2 separate regions of the Mus musculus genome follow, and region 1 is linked to region 2. Evidence: chromatin contacts called from public HiChIP or PLAC-seq data. All regions are on one chromosome and are shown on one strand. Each heading gives the region's core, a stretch centred on a gene start, on an enhancer-like site or on the middle of the called end of the contact. The rest is flanking DNA. Distances are from core to core; before and after follow the strand shown. Region 1 holds the start of 2610307P16Rik (RIKEN cDNA 2610307P16 gene). Region 2 overlaps 2610307P16Rik (RIKEN cDNA 2610307P16 gene).

What was found. HiChIP or PLAC-seq counts read pairs in DNA pulled down with a chosen protein or histone mark.
Region 1: an H3K4me3 HiChIP or PLAC-seq map of embryonic forebrain shows a contact between it and region 2, with 2.4 times the contacts expected there. The contact joins the promoter of 2610307P16Rik here to the enhancer-like site in region 2. A contact is called at or near these places in 1 of 15 datasets of contacts at CTCF or cohesin (the NIH/3T3 cell line), 7 of 484 Hi-C or Micro-C datasets (bone marrow-derived dendritic cells, double positive thymocytes, embryonic stem cells and 3 more) and 3 of 115 datasets of contacts at active chromatin or transcription factors (embryonic forebrain, embryonic midbrain and embryonic stem cells).

What each region holds. Positions count from the first base shown.
Region 1 is chr13:28,881,482-28,888,904 of GRCm38.p6, reverse strand. 2610307P16Rik (RIKEN cDNA 2610307P16 gene) reads left to right here and starts at 3,483. Exons shown (of 8, transcript NR_045054.1): 1 at 3,483-3,761; 2 at 5,328-5,590.
Region 2 is chr13:28,809,629-28,816,625 of GRCm38.p6, reverse strand. All of the region lies in intron 2 of 2610307P16Rik (RIKEN cDNA 2610307P16 gene), which reads left to right. Among named protein-coding and RNA genes, the nearest start is that of 2610307P16Rik, 72 kb to the left of the region's middle. Within about 2 kb of position 4,900, at least 52 of the 459 cell types and tissues checked have an H3K27ac peak or open chromatin away from gene starts, as enhancers often do. A contact at or near this core is called in embryonic forebrain, embryonic stem cells and muscle stem cells, where this site is marked.

The sequences.
Region 1 (7,423 bases), core at 2,234-4,733, 74 kb before region 2:
ACAATATAACTGATCTTAAACTATTGCATAGCTAATTAAGTGCAGTCCCTAAACATTTGTTATTACTGAACAGAATTCTCTTCTAGGGAAAATGTGATCTGCTACCTTCTGTCTCCAAACAGAATGTGTTCTTCCCTCTAGAAGGACTACATGAAAAGGTTTCTTATGTTGAATTCCCTAGGAAGCTGTGAGGGTAGGACTTAGCAGCAGGTACTGTAGTCTATTTGGGATGTGACTCTAGAAGGACCAGGAGAGAAGGGAGCATGCAAATAAGCAGGGTCGAGAAGAAGGAAAGAGAGGGATAAAGGAGAACGTGAGGCAGCTAGCTAACACAGAGTTGGCTCCCTAAGAGATGACTGCTGTGGCTAACTAAGGCTTAACATTGGGCACCACAGTGAGACTAGAAGAGTTTAACACAGTCCCACCTCCCAGTGCAGGAGTTGGAGTGTGTCTAACATCTTCTATGTAAGGCCTACTCTGAAGGGCTTTGCTGCCTGGCACCTGTGGCTTGCCCCTCTGTACCAACCACAGTGGTCTTAGAGTGCAAAGAAGGCAATGACCACAGAAGTCAAAAGGGAGGGTCATGCAGCCAAGTGTCATTGTTAGAAGCCTTAAATCAAGCTTGGGCATGGTAGTAGACTCCTTTAATTCCCACATTTGGGAGGCAGAGGCAGGTCCGTCTCTGTGATTACAAAGTCAACCTGGTCTACATAGTGAATTTCATAGGCAGTCCAGGGATATATAACAAGACCCTGTCTTGACAATGACGACGACGACAACAACAACAACAACAACAGCAACAGCAACGTGTTTCATGGCAGCAATCGTAACTCTAACTGAGAGCAAGAGCTATGTTTTAAAACACAGCAGTGCTGACAAAGACCATCCCTGAGACCCTTCATGAGCTGCCTGAGTAAGAGATATTTCCAGGGAATCTTTTTGATCTTTCTTTTTAATTAATTAATCAATCGATTTATTTATATATTTATTTAATTTCATCACAGGGGCTCACTATCACAGAATAGCCCCAGGCTATTTTGGAGCTCACTTTGTAGCCCAAGATAGTCTTGAATTCAGTTATCTGACATCCTCAGCATCCAAAAGATTGGGATTATGGGGGTGTGCCACCAGGGAGGATTGGCAGTATTGTGCACTGTAAGGATAACTGGAGAACTGGATATTATTTAGGAGTTAGAAACTACATAGGGTGACCCGACCTACACATTGGGAGTATTTTCCAGAAGCGGCTGTACGGGCTTTTCATGACCTTTAACGCAGATATTTAAGATGAGCGGGCAGGAAGTGCTTATTTGCAGAGGGAGGGTACATTTCTCCTAAAAACAAAATTCTGGAGATCCTCATAATTAAACAAAGAGGAGAATGTGCCAGACAGAAGTGGGTGGGGATATTTCCTCTTTGTGGTTGTGATGCATTCAAGATTCCTATCCTAAAAAGAGGCTTTTGAACTTCCGCAAGATAAGGGGCAATTTCAGGACACTGTGTAGGTGCCACCAGTAGGTAAGGGTCCCAGCGGACCCCTAGTTGGTGGCCACGTGTTGCCAGGATCCCAGGCGCGATTGCGGGACCCGTGCAATCTTGGCGGGACCCGCGCGGGTATGCGCCCTGCTAGTGCTCCCTGGTCCTCCCTCTTGGAGCCTCTTGAGCCATTGTCCTTGCCCTTCCCTGTGGATCCTTTATTACTTTGCTACATTTTCCAGTAGTTGCTTCTACCTAACTCTGTCCCCCCCCCCCCCCCCCGACATTCCAGACCCAGCAGGGTCCTCAACTTAAGAAACTGCTTTTAAAGGAACTAATGGATTGAGTGTGCTCTGCTTGCCTTTTGGCAGAGGGCAGTCCAGCATTCGGGTGGGAACCGGCACCTAGCAAGGTTGGAGGACCGACCTTGGAGAGCGCATCTCTGTTTCTGGGATGTTATTGTCTAGGTTTCTTTGGGCCAGCAAACCTTGAGCGCTAATTCGGAGGAAGTTGGTTACAAAGTTTCAGACAGCTAGCGGAGTGCGCGCTCTGGCAGTCTGACAGAGGAACACTGGGCCCAGTGCAGACCCCAGGAGATCAGAACGGAAGCCCTCTCACAGAGTCTTTGTTCTCCCCTAGGGGAGAGACTTGGCAAGCACTGGAAGGGTGCTTGTTATGATCCACACCCATGACATTCCAGACCCAGCAAGGTTCCCTTCCTACCCCCTCTTCGCATCTTTAATCCTAGCCAGGAATACAGCTCCCTATGCCCCCTTTCACCCCATCTCTTTACCCTCACATTTAACAACTCATTGGGTCTTCCCTGTCTAGATTTGGAGAAAGAGTATATAAGGTGCGTGGACACCAGCAGGAGGTTGAATATTTGCTTTGGAATGTTTGAGTGTTTTTTTTTAAACCCCCTTTGCCCTGAAGACTGAATATAAAAGGCTGCGTGTCCCTCTACCTTCTCCCACCTTCCTGCTTTTCTTCTATTCTGGTGAGATCTAGAAAGGAAATTGGTGCAGCTTTGAGTTCCTGGGGTGGGGGGAAACCATGTTGGGATGAGAGCTGAATGCTGCGGTGTAAAGTGGGGACCCCAGTTCTGGAACTGATGGATGATTTTCAGAAGGCTCTAAGAAAGACTGAGAGACTCCCAGACAAGGAAGACACCTGGCTTGCCCAGGACCAGAAGGTGGGGGAGGGAAGAGGATGGGGAGTTAGAAGTGAAGGAGGAAGACCCTGTAGCTGTGAAAGGAAGGGAACTAGGAAGGAACAGTAGGTTTGGGAAGGAGCCATGTTAACCTGAGAGTCTTGTTAATATAGTTGGAGATAAGAGGAAGTTCTCTGAGGTTTGAGCCGGTGGTCTCTGTTCAGGCCCCCCCCCACCCCCCATGAGTGGCATAGTACCAGCAGCAACAGGTAACCTACAAGGGCAAGGTGTAGGTCCCTGTGGGATACTTAGTGGCCTCTGCCATGCAGATTTGAGGGTTTTCCCCTAGGGTCCTGTGTGGGCACTGATGAGGGAGGGAGAAGAGACTTTTCCATCACTTAGAACTTCTTTGAATTCTTCCAGGCTGTTGGTTGGAAGAGGGTACATAGGATGGAGGGTCATGGATGGAGAGGCATCTGTGAGCCCTACCTATGATTGTACCTCTTACCTTAAAGGGTTGACTGGCTCCTTCATATTACATCTCTTGGGATGCTGAGAAATGGCAGAAACTCATTGCCAAAGTGAACCGCTCCTCTCCCTGATTGGCAGGGAAAGTGCAAACAAAGAGGTGCATCTCCCGGAAACAATGAGTTTGGAGATTTCCCCGGGCGTGAGAGCGCGGACTGGAAGCTGGGTGTTCAAAGGGTGTGAGAAGGGACCAAGACCCGCATCTTCTGGGCAAAGTTTTCGGGGAGATGGAAGGAGAGAGGGTCGGGACTGAGTTGCTGGTCTTGGGGACAGAGCAGCCGGAGCTGCGCACCAAGGCTTAGAGTCGGGCGGGAGATGCGGGGAGAGGGAGGGGGCGGGGAGGGAGGGGAGGGAGAGAGGAGGAAGGGGTGAGAGGGAGAAACCTGCCGCGGCTCTCCGCCTCTTTGTCTGCTCTGGGACTTGGAACAAAAGGGGAAACTCTGATGAACTCCTTCTCCAGCTCCCTGGACGCCCGAGTATCTCTTTCTCGCAACTTTGTCAACGCGACTTTCTCCGCTGTCAGGCTGCGCAAAAGTATCCTAGCGCCTCGCAGGCTGCAACAATGGAAACAATGTCCCTTCAAAGTGCGACGAAGTGGAGGGAGAAGGTGAGTGACTTGTCCTGTTTGTCCTGCTTCCCTCAGGTCCCCCTGCTCCCAGCCCTTCCGAGGGCAAAGTCATAGATCTAGCAGCCAAGTTTGACTGTTTCTTTCTGTTTCTTGTCTTTTATTATTATTTTTTAATTGTATCTCTTTTCCCGGTTCTCCTTTTCTTTTGTTCTTTTAAACTCTCGCACAGATTGTTTTGTTTATTTTAAACGCCTTCATCTCTTGTGCTTCTTCTTTAGGGGTGGTGAGGGGCTAAGAAGAAGGGCATCCAAACTGGATACTGCCTCGCTTTTCCCCGGTTGTGTGTAGATTGGAGGAAAACGTTCTGATAAGAATGGGAATTAGATCAGGCTCACCCACACATAAGCTCTGACTTTGGTCACAAAAAAAGAAAGATGCAGAGGTGGGGGTCATTTCCTCACGCGTTTTCAAACTTCACTGTCTCTGGAGCGCTCTGGAGACACGAAGCGTGCAACAATAGAATGTAGACAGGGTTTGGGTGGTAAGGGAGTTCCAGCAAATTAATAGGAGTCCGGGAAGTTTTTGGGGGCTGGGGTCCAGTTGAGGAAGCCACAGGTTCCAGACTGTCAAGAGCTGCGCAGATGAAGCTGATGGGGCCTGGACCATTAGTTAAGAGTCCGCTCCCCTCACCTCCGTGGTTTGGTTCAGTTTAATGACCCACCCAGAATGACCTATTGCTGTCCTCGTCGGGATCCATCCTCTCTTAGGTGTTGGCGACCCCCGGGCCTATCTCAGCCAGTCTGAATAGGAAGGGAACCACGAGCCTGCCGAGCTCCCCTGACCTAGCCCTCCGCCCCGCCTTTTGTGTTTTAACCTTTTGTTTCTATCGGCCACACCCGCCCAAAAGAGCGGCGGCTTTTCGTCTCTGTTCAGCGGGGAAGCAGCGAGGTTCCCTCCAGATAGCGGTGAAGGGCGGCTTCCTAACTTTGTTTCCCAAGTCCCCTAACTTCGGAATGCTTCTGCATTGGTTCTTGCTCAGTAAGTCAATATCTTCACTTTATATGAACTATCTTTTGCTGTTTTTCTACTTCGTTCCAAAAGTTGTTTATCTCTACCAGCCACTTGCGTTCATTAAACAACAACAACAAAAAAAGATAACTTAGAGATCTAAGTTAGGGTCCAAAGGACAGAGGTTGGCTTTATCTGTCGGATGCCTTTAAATATGACTTTATCTTGATTCTGCAACACAAAACCCGGCTCATGGTCTTCAGGTATGTTTGTGGGCTCCGTCCAAATACCAAGGTAATTTATCACCTTCTCCACCCTCTTCTGTGTTTCCAAATGCTGGAGGTGTTCTTCAAGCTCCTGGAGACACTTTTTAACAAGACAAGTCAAACACAGAACTCATCCTACTGCGGGTGACTCTAGGAAGCATCCAAACAATGCATTAACTTCTGAGAGTTAGCATTCTGCAAGGTGCCAGAGCCGGGGAGCTTTGAATCTTTATGTCAAAGACTGAAAGGAATTAAGACGACAGTTATTCTTTTAGGGAGGGAGTGTATAGACTGTCCCGACAACTAACCTTAATACATTCTAATTGTATAGGTGTCATACCAGCGACTCCAAGAGTCATGTCACCCACTTAGCAGGAGTACTTCTACTGAAATGCCTTCGAATTTCTCTTACTGGATATATACCTACCAGCCGCTAGCATGAAGATGCCAGGACCGCTGCAAGTTAGCACTGGACAAAGTAGCATCAACTTCTTCATTTAGAGTTTCTTCAGTTAAATTGCTGGGATTTTCGACAAGGCTTTCCTTATGTGGATTATTGGAGTGTGATGCCCGAGAATTCTCTACTTGTAGAAGGTATGTTTCTTAGACACCCACGAGCACTTCCTTTTGGGCCTGATACTTAATGCCACTGGAGATCTGTCTCCTTGTTTTGAGTTGTTGCCCGCCTAAAGTGACTTAAGACTTTATGTTTCCTTCTTGGGGACTGTGTTTTGTAGATAGTTTCTGAAGTGGAATGATAATTTGGGAGTATCTGATGAAAGTTTATTGATTTTTTTTTACCACGTATTCATCAATATCTGCACGTATAATGAATGTTGATTTATGTAGAGTTATATATGTTTTATGTCAGTAATGAGTCCAATATGTTCAACAGGCCATACCTTATTTTATTTGTGGCTGATTTTCTCCTTAGATACCACCGTGAATATTTTATTTTAACAGAACAGGCTTGCATTATGTTGTTGTTGTCGTTATTATTATTATTATGCATCTTGACAGTTCATTTTGTTAACAAAATCCAGAAGTGACCCCCAAATACATACATTTCTAATGGTAGACTGTCAATACAAAGTGTAGTGGGTTCTCTTAGAATGGAAGCTTTGGCCTTGCCATAACCAAAGGACACGAGGGAGGATTCGATTAACCTTCATGGCAGATACCCAAGAGTTCTTATTCCCTTTTGAATACCTTACGATTAATTTCTGTTCATATCTGGGAATGCAACTAAGAATTCTCGTCATCTCAATGGGAACATAAAGAGTTGCTTTCTTACAGTGTTTCCTGCCCTTGTTGAAGCAGCTTGCTCTGAAAACTCAGTTAGGTCAAGAAAAACACAATAATTGGAAAAAACTTTTATCTCATTATAAGTAAAATAGAATGAGTTTGGGATTTGTGTAAAACTAGACTCTGGAACCCTTCCACGCTTCTTTTCTATCACCTATAAAACAAAGGTTTAAATGAACTTCTGCAGTCCTTCATCTTGAAGAGGCTCCGCCTTGTCCACTGTTCCTGCAGCTTCGATACGTTTGTTAGGAAGTTTATTTTCTAGTTGCTAAACAAGAGAGGGATGGCTTTGGAGTCTCGTTCTCATTACTGGGCTTCCCTGCTGCAGAGGATGCTTTCAGCAGAGTGTGCTAGACAGAGGTGTCAGTGTTCCCTGTGTTTCACTGAAAGTTTATCTGCTGGAGTATTTTTTCTCACACAGAGGGGACAGTGTGACTCTTAAGAAGAGTATCACCCTTCTGAAGTTACTATATCAGAATCTGGTTTAATGGCTACCTAGTGTTGGGCTCAAACGTTTAGACTCAGGCTTTGGAATGCGTCCCAGCCCAGGCAATTACTCTCTTGTGACTTCTTGCCCGGGTTGCTTGATTTCCTTGAATCTTGCTTAGTTTTGTCATTTGTAAAGTAGGTACCCTCACACCCGTCCCATAGGGTTGTAAGAAGCATCTATGTAGGGCTGGGGATGTCCCTCAGGTGTAGAGGTCTTTCCTAGCATACATGAGACCCTGGGTTCAATTGCTAGCACTACTAATAATAACAGAACGCCTAAAGCATATATGTCTGAAAAAAATGTAACAGGGGGCTGAGCATTAATTAATAAACAATATTCCTATAAGTTTCTTCAATCAGTAATGTTTGGATGCCTCAAACTTTCTTAGCTGGCTTACAAAATATAAACCATGTCCCACAGAACTATTACTAATATAATTAAAATCAATTTGGATGCAAGTGTGCACATGCTTGAACATGCCTTTCTCTAAGAACATATTTTGTCCAGTCCTGTTGGCCAATCAATTTCAGGTTAATTTGCGTCAGCAAATACCGGTTAAGCATAAATGTGAGCTAACCTGCTGCTGAGGGGCCTGGCTTCACCCTTCCAGGTAGGAAGTCTGTCGACTGAGA
Region 2 (6,997 bases), core at 3,651-6,150:
CCCTCCAGTCCCTGAACTGCAGTTAGGAAAGCAGCAGCTGAGCAACTGTGCAAGTCTCAGACTGACAAACAAGTCACCTGGGACTACATTAGCCACCTGTACATGCGCACAGAACACAGCCTGACTTCTTCCTCTAGCAGAGCTCATCATGACCACCCTAAGTCATACTTACCTAGACTGAAAGGCCCTTTGGGTGAGACCAGGGATCTATTCACATACAACTCGGTGTCATTCTCCTAGGGTCTAAAAGTGATGGTTAGGGTTACTGGTCAACCTGACATTCCAGGAACTCACCTGGAGAGAGGGTTTCAGTAAGGGATTGTCTAGTAAGATTGGTTTGTAGGGGATTTTCTTCCTTCCTTCCTTCCTTCCTTCCTTCCTTCCTTCCTTCCTTCCTTCCTTCCTCCCTCCCTCCCTCCCTCCCTCCCTCCCTCCCTCCCTCCCTCCCTCCCTCCCTCCATCTTATTGGTGTTTTCAAGACGGGGGTTTCTTTGTCTTGGAACTGGCTCTGTTGACCTGGCTGGTCTCTCACTTACAGAGATCTGTCTGACTCTGCCTCCCTAGTGCGGGGACGGCCTGGCTGTAGTAGGGATTTTTCTTGATTAGCTTAGTTGATGTGGGAAGACCTCGCCCACTGTGAATGCCAACATTTCCCGGGTAGGGGCTTGTGAGCTGCACATAAGGCTGCAGGAACTAAGCTAAGCACCAGCAGGTACACATGCCTCTATTCCCCATCCGCTTTTCGGATGTGGTGGGACTTGGTTGAGGTTTCTTCTGCCATGGCCTCTTGGCTTCGGTAGACTGGAACGACAGCAATGGGAAGAAAACTGAAGCATCATCCTCCAGTTAGGAGTATTTGAAGGGTCACCCTTTGGCTGGTGATTTAGGATTGGCTGTGAGGTCAGGGGGATAGACCCACGTGGCAGTATCACTGAATGGCTTTTTTAGTAGAAGAGAGAGGAACACACTTGCCGAATCTCAACTGTGAGGTGTCCTTTGCCATCAGCAAACGTTAGCACCAGCCTCCAGAATAATGAGCCAGTGAACTTCTGTTCTCTGTAAAGTTCTCAGCCAGTGGTATTCAGTGACAGCCAGGGAAAGTAGACGAACATAGAAGGCAAACCATGCTTATTGCTGGTATTCGGCAAATAGTTGCTAAGCAAATGTTTAAGAGGCCAAAGTTGTGTGAGTAACGTCTCAGAGCATCCTCCTTTTGGATCGTTTCCAACTCCTCATCAAGCTGGAACAATAACTTAAAGGTTGCACCTTCAGAGACTGAGCTGGGTCCTGGTGTTACCAGTTAGGTTTGCAGTCTGCCTTCAGTGCAGACAGCAAGTTTATAGCGCTTCTGCATTTGGTGCTCTGATTTTGTAAGGGTGGAGGGAACCATGGTGGATGGAATTGTCAGTCATCTTAATATGGCCTTAGGTGTCCCTTCGTTAAGGCATCAATTGCTGTGTTTCAGGTATGACTTTGTGTACTAAGGAAATGGCTATGAATAAGACCTGGTGTCTGTTCACAGAGGGAGCTCTCAGCAGCAAAGAGGGTGGGGAGTGGTTTAATGGATGAGCACTTGTCCTTTAAGCTCCAGGACCAGGATCCTTAGCATCCTCATAAAAGCTAGGCAGGTGTGGTAGAGAGGGGCAAGGAGTTCCAGGTTCAAGGAGAGACCCTACCCCAGCAGATAAGGTGGAAAGCAATGGAGGAAGACAGACAGAATAAACCTGTGTGGCCTAACATACACACACACACACCCCTGACAAACAGTGAGTAGTAATTGCTGTCTCTGAATTGTCACAGAGGCTTTAAAAAGATAAGGAAAGGAAGCACAAAGGAGAAGGGAGGAGCTCTTTGCTTCTGCTAGGGGTGGGGGGAAGGGGAGAGGCCCCTTAAGGTCCTAGTAGGGGGTGCTAGACACAAACCAGGGTTAGGAATGTGCCCAGAGTGGCAGCGTTCCAAGCAGAGGAAAGAGCCTGTGTGAGCAAGGCAAGGTGCAAGGGGATAGCTTGGAGCAAGGGGATAGCTTGGAGCTCGGAGCCCTAGACTAGGATGCCAAGTAGGGACACCAAGAACAGAGATCATCTGGAGACCTGGACACCGGCTGTGGGTAGATTGGGTTCTGCCCTTGTGGGTGCCAGCTGCACTTGAGTGGGCGAAAGCAAGTTCTCAGTACAGTCAGTATCTAAAACGCAGGTCTTAGGTCTTGCTGAGGCAGGAGCCCAGGGCAAACAGTAAACAGAGGCTGTAATGGGCCAGAGGAGTGATGAAACCACTCCTCCTGTTTAAATTACCAAACAAGTTTAAACACAGCAATTCAGACGAGGGCCAGGGGTCACTGACACTATAGCAGAGTCCCTGTCAGGGTGGCAAGGTTCTCTTGAAGTTAAGAACATTAAGGGTAAACTTGATGTCTGTCCTTTCAGCATCCAGTGCTTGTGTGTGTGTGTGTGTTTGCGCATGCCTGTGTCCATGTGTGGGCACTGAGTGACTCTGGAGACCTTAGGTGATCTCCCTATACCATATTCATGTAGGCAGGACTTTTTAGTTGAACACAGAGTTCACCCATACAGATAGTCTAGCTAGCCAGCTCATTATGGGCATCCGTGGTCTCCGCCTTCCCAGCCCTGGAATCGTAGGCAGACTAGAGTATGTACATGGGTGCTGGAGATCTGAACTCTGGTCCTCGTGCCTGAATAGCAGCTGCTTTACCCACTGAGCCATCTGTCCAGTGGGTAGACGACTTGGGACTCTTGGGTAAAATGCTTGGTGCTGTACACGTCAGTGCTGCGCTTTCTTGATGGGCTGTATGTGAGCAATGCAGCGGCTGGTAAGTTGTATATGTAAGATAGGGGCAACAGCAAACAGAATCGTGAGTGCAGGTCACTCTCTTAGTTAGGGTTTCTATTGCTGTGACGATGCACCATGACTGTACAGCTCTTAGAAAGGCAAGCATTTGGAGCTGGCTTACAGCTCAGAGGTTTAGTCCATCATCATCATGGTGACAAGCATGACAGCATGCAGGCAGATGTGGTTCTGGAGAGGTAGCTGAACTCTCGTTCTCTTTCTGGAGCCAAAGGAGGAGAGAGTGACACTGGACCTGGGTTCTGAAACCTCAAAGCTGGCCTCCAGTGACACACTTCCTCCAGCAAGGCCACACTTTCCAACAGTGCCAGTCCCTATGAGCCTGAGGGACTATCACACTTTGTGGGATGGGAAGTACTCAGTCAGTCCCAGCACTTGCACCACAAGTATGGAACTTGCATGCTCTCTTCTCTTTTGTGTCTGACAAATAGTTTTAGTGAAGAAAACTTGATATTTTAATGTCCTGATGACACTGTTGCTCCTTGTGTTTCTTTATGTACTATCAGACATCTGTTAAATACATACTGTGTGCCACTTTTCTATATTTGTGGAAACATTGTAAAGTGAAAGGCAACTCTATTGTCAACTCATTTCCAAAGAAAATATTTGTCGTGGGCTCTAGGGACTGTTTGGGTGACAATGTTGTCCTAACTGGTTTATTTTATCTTATTTTATTGACTGGTTATTTATTTTGAACTCCAACAAGGATAAGGCTCAGCCCTTGTGTCTCACTTCTCAGTCTAGAGGGTAGAGACTAATGGTTATAGCAATGAAATATAACGTGTGGATGCTCCCTAATAGGTGCATACAGGGTGACCTGGGAGAGTGTGCATTTTCTGAGTCTAAATTCGATGTAGGGCAAGTCAAAGAAGGATGAGGATGAAGGCCCAAGGAAGGTACAGGAAGGATCCCAGGGGTACTTGCCAAAGTCCAGGGTTTTTGCATGTCTGCCTGTCTGTCTGTGTGGGTTTTTTTTTCCCCCTGTGTGTATATTTTAATAAGAGGTACAGATCTGGGATTCTGACTGAGATGTGGAGTGTGTGCTAGGAATGTGGATAGTTGGTAGGAACATCATAAAGACTCAGATCTTACTTTGCATTGCCCAGAGGGTTTTGGAATGGGTCTGTCTTACTTAGTGAGGATTTCCACTGCTGTGAAGAGACACCATGACCAAGGCAAATCTTATAAGGGACAGCGTTTAACTGGGGCTGGCTTACAGGTTCAGAGGTTCAGTCCTTTATCACCAAGGGAGGAGCATGGCAGTGTCTAGGCAGGTGTGGCGCTTAGGAGCTGAGAATTCTACATCTTGTTCCTAGGAGGAGACTGGCTTTCAGGCACCCAAGAGGAGGGTCTCAAAGCCAACCCCAATGGTAGCACACTTCCTCCAAGAAGACCACACCTCCTAGCATTGCTACTCCCTGGGCCAAGCATATTCAAACCACCACAGGCTCCTCCTGCTTTCTAGGAAGATTAATGAAACTGGTTTGTAAAGACACAACTGGACAGTGGGAACCGTTGACCTTTAGTGGGTAGGAGGAAACAGCCCAGCTAGGATTGTGGAAGTGGTTAGTCAGAACCCTTGGGGACCAGCTGCTATGGTGGGATCTTGGAGAACAGGTGAGAAGAGAATGCTATTCTTTGAGCTGCCCTGCGTGCTACTTCTGTTCTGAGGCAGGCATTATTTTCAGGGTAATTCAAAGTATTAAAGCTGTTTGATCTCCGATACCGTTAAATTCCCTGCCTAGCCCAGTCAGTGTATGGATGTGTTGCAGATGGAGGCAGGGGATACTGTCAGACGGGTGAATGCGCTCTGATTTTGATTTCTCCCTTCTTCCTTTCAAAGCTCAAGGCCAGTTGCCTGTACCTCATTAACATGAAGGCAGCTGTGATCCTGTAATCTTCTGCCTTTTTTCAGAGAACTCGAGAGATGTTAACCTTTCTCGGAGAAGGTGATTTTCACAGCCTTTGGATAAAAGCGCTCAGTTCTACCTTCAGCTGAAATCAATGGGGCTTCCTGTTTATCAGAAGCCACCCAAGATGCCTGTGTCCCAGCCGCCCCACACTTCAGTTTTGTATTGTTATTCTGAGTCTGATGCTGTCCAGTGGTCCCCATCTGCTAGGATTTCAAGCTCCATTCTTTTGGGTTTAAAAAAAAAAATCAAGTATAACAAGAAAAAGAGAAAAAAAATTTTTAGAAAAATGTTTGATTTTTTTTTTTCTCCCCTTTTTGGTGAATTACCAGCTTTTCCTCCTTGTGAAACGCCATCAGCACATTACTGGGAGAACCCAGTACACCGTGCAGCAGAATCCCTTTTAATGTAATATGCTTTAATATAAAACATCAAAACCGGCTGCATTCTGTCAAAAGAGTGTAGACCTGGAATTTTAATTTGATTATTGTCCCCAATTTTCCCAGACTTTCAGAGGCAAGTGTGTTGTTTGAACAGCTGTTGCTCTGGTAAAGTCTCAGTAACAAATGAGTCAGGGAATGGTTTTGTGTAGCAAGATACATCAAAGGGACTTCCTGAAGAAGACAGACCATGAAAAGAAGGAAGAAAAAAAGGCTGGCAGCCATTGGAGGATGGTAACAACTATTTTTTTTTTCTTTACAATTGCAACGGTTTGTTCTAATAAGTATTTTCTAATGACCTTATAAATTGCTGACCTAATTTCTTTGGAGCTTTTGTGCTGGGTAGAAAGAAAATTTGCAATGAAAGTCAATAGGAAAGGAAAAACCTGCTAAAACCCAGAAGCATAGCAAATGGTAATGAGTAGTGTGGTTAATTTCCTGTCATCTGTGTGTATGATCCATATGCCGCCCCTCCCCCTGTGAGAGAGGGGGAGGGGCTGTGAAATATGTCTGCCTGCAGATTTGGGGGAAAAAAACGATCAAATTAACATATGAAAAGATGCTTGAAAGCAGTGTGGTGTGGAAGGGCTTTTGGCTTCCATCTTGCTACCTACTGGACAGGTTTGAAAACCTAAAATAAAATTCAGCTAACCCAGGGAAGCCGTGATTCACCCAAGTGAATAAACACTTTATTGCATTTGCTAATCTAATTAATCAAACTCTACTTCTCCTTTCCAAAGGAGATTCACAGCCAGTAAAATAAATTAAATCAACATTTTTTTTTTCCACCCTCACTAAAAATAAGCTTTCTTTCCCCGGGTAAATCGGTCATTTAAATTCCCTAGGCTGTACTGCTGTAGTCTGCCAGTAGGAAGCAATTGTAGGGACTGGAACTGTCTCTGAGAGCTTGAGTTCTGAGCCTCAGGTCCTCTGTCTCAACCCCTCTGGACTGACCAATAAAGTAAATTTTAGCTGAAGTTATTTTTAGAAATAAGTGGACCATGGATGTTGTTCATGGATGTTGTAGATCTGCAAATAAGGAGATTGGCGTATTTGTAGAATAAAACTGTGTCAAATGCCAAGAAATCCTGGAAAGGTAAAGATACTTAAGGTTGAAAACGGTGGTAATGGGGACTTAGAAGGACTAGCAGTTAGTTCCGTAGCTTATAAGTCACCTGCTTTATGTTGGGTTTACCTAATTTTAAATCATTAGAATAAGATTTGATTTTAGATTGCACTTAGATTACCTATGAGATTTTCTATACACACATGTTCACAGAAATACTGTGGACAAGGGAGTGAAGGTCAAAGTTCTGATGAGAACACATCAGAAAATTTCAGAGTGACAGGTGAGAGGCGTCATATATAAATATAACTTAGGAATCACCTACATGAGGATAAGCCAAGAAGCTAGAGCTGTGGTGGTGTTCAGTTACGCTGATGAATTTGTGGGGTGTGTGTGTGTGTGTGTGTGTGTGTGTGTGTGTGTGCGCATGAAAGCTAGAAGTCAACCATTTTTGAAAAAAATTAGGCTAGCTGGCTAGCTGGCCAGTGAGACCTAGAGCCCCACAGGACTTCCTGGGATTATAAACAGGATACATACCTGGCTTTTTAAAATATGGATTCTGAGGATCAAATTTTTGTCTTTATTCTTTCACAGCAAGCTCTCTACCCAGCTTCAGGTTATAAATGATTGTTTTGCTTTTTTTTTTTTTTTTTTAAGGTAAAACAGCAAGATGTGGACATAGGAGGCTACTAGAGCTAAGGCACTCACTGCTTCCTTAA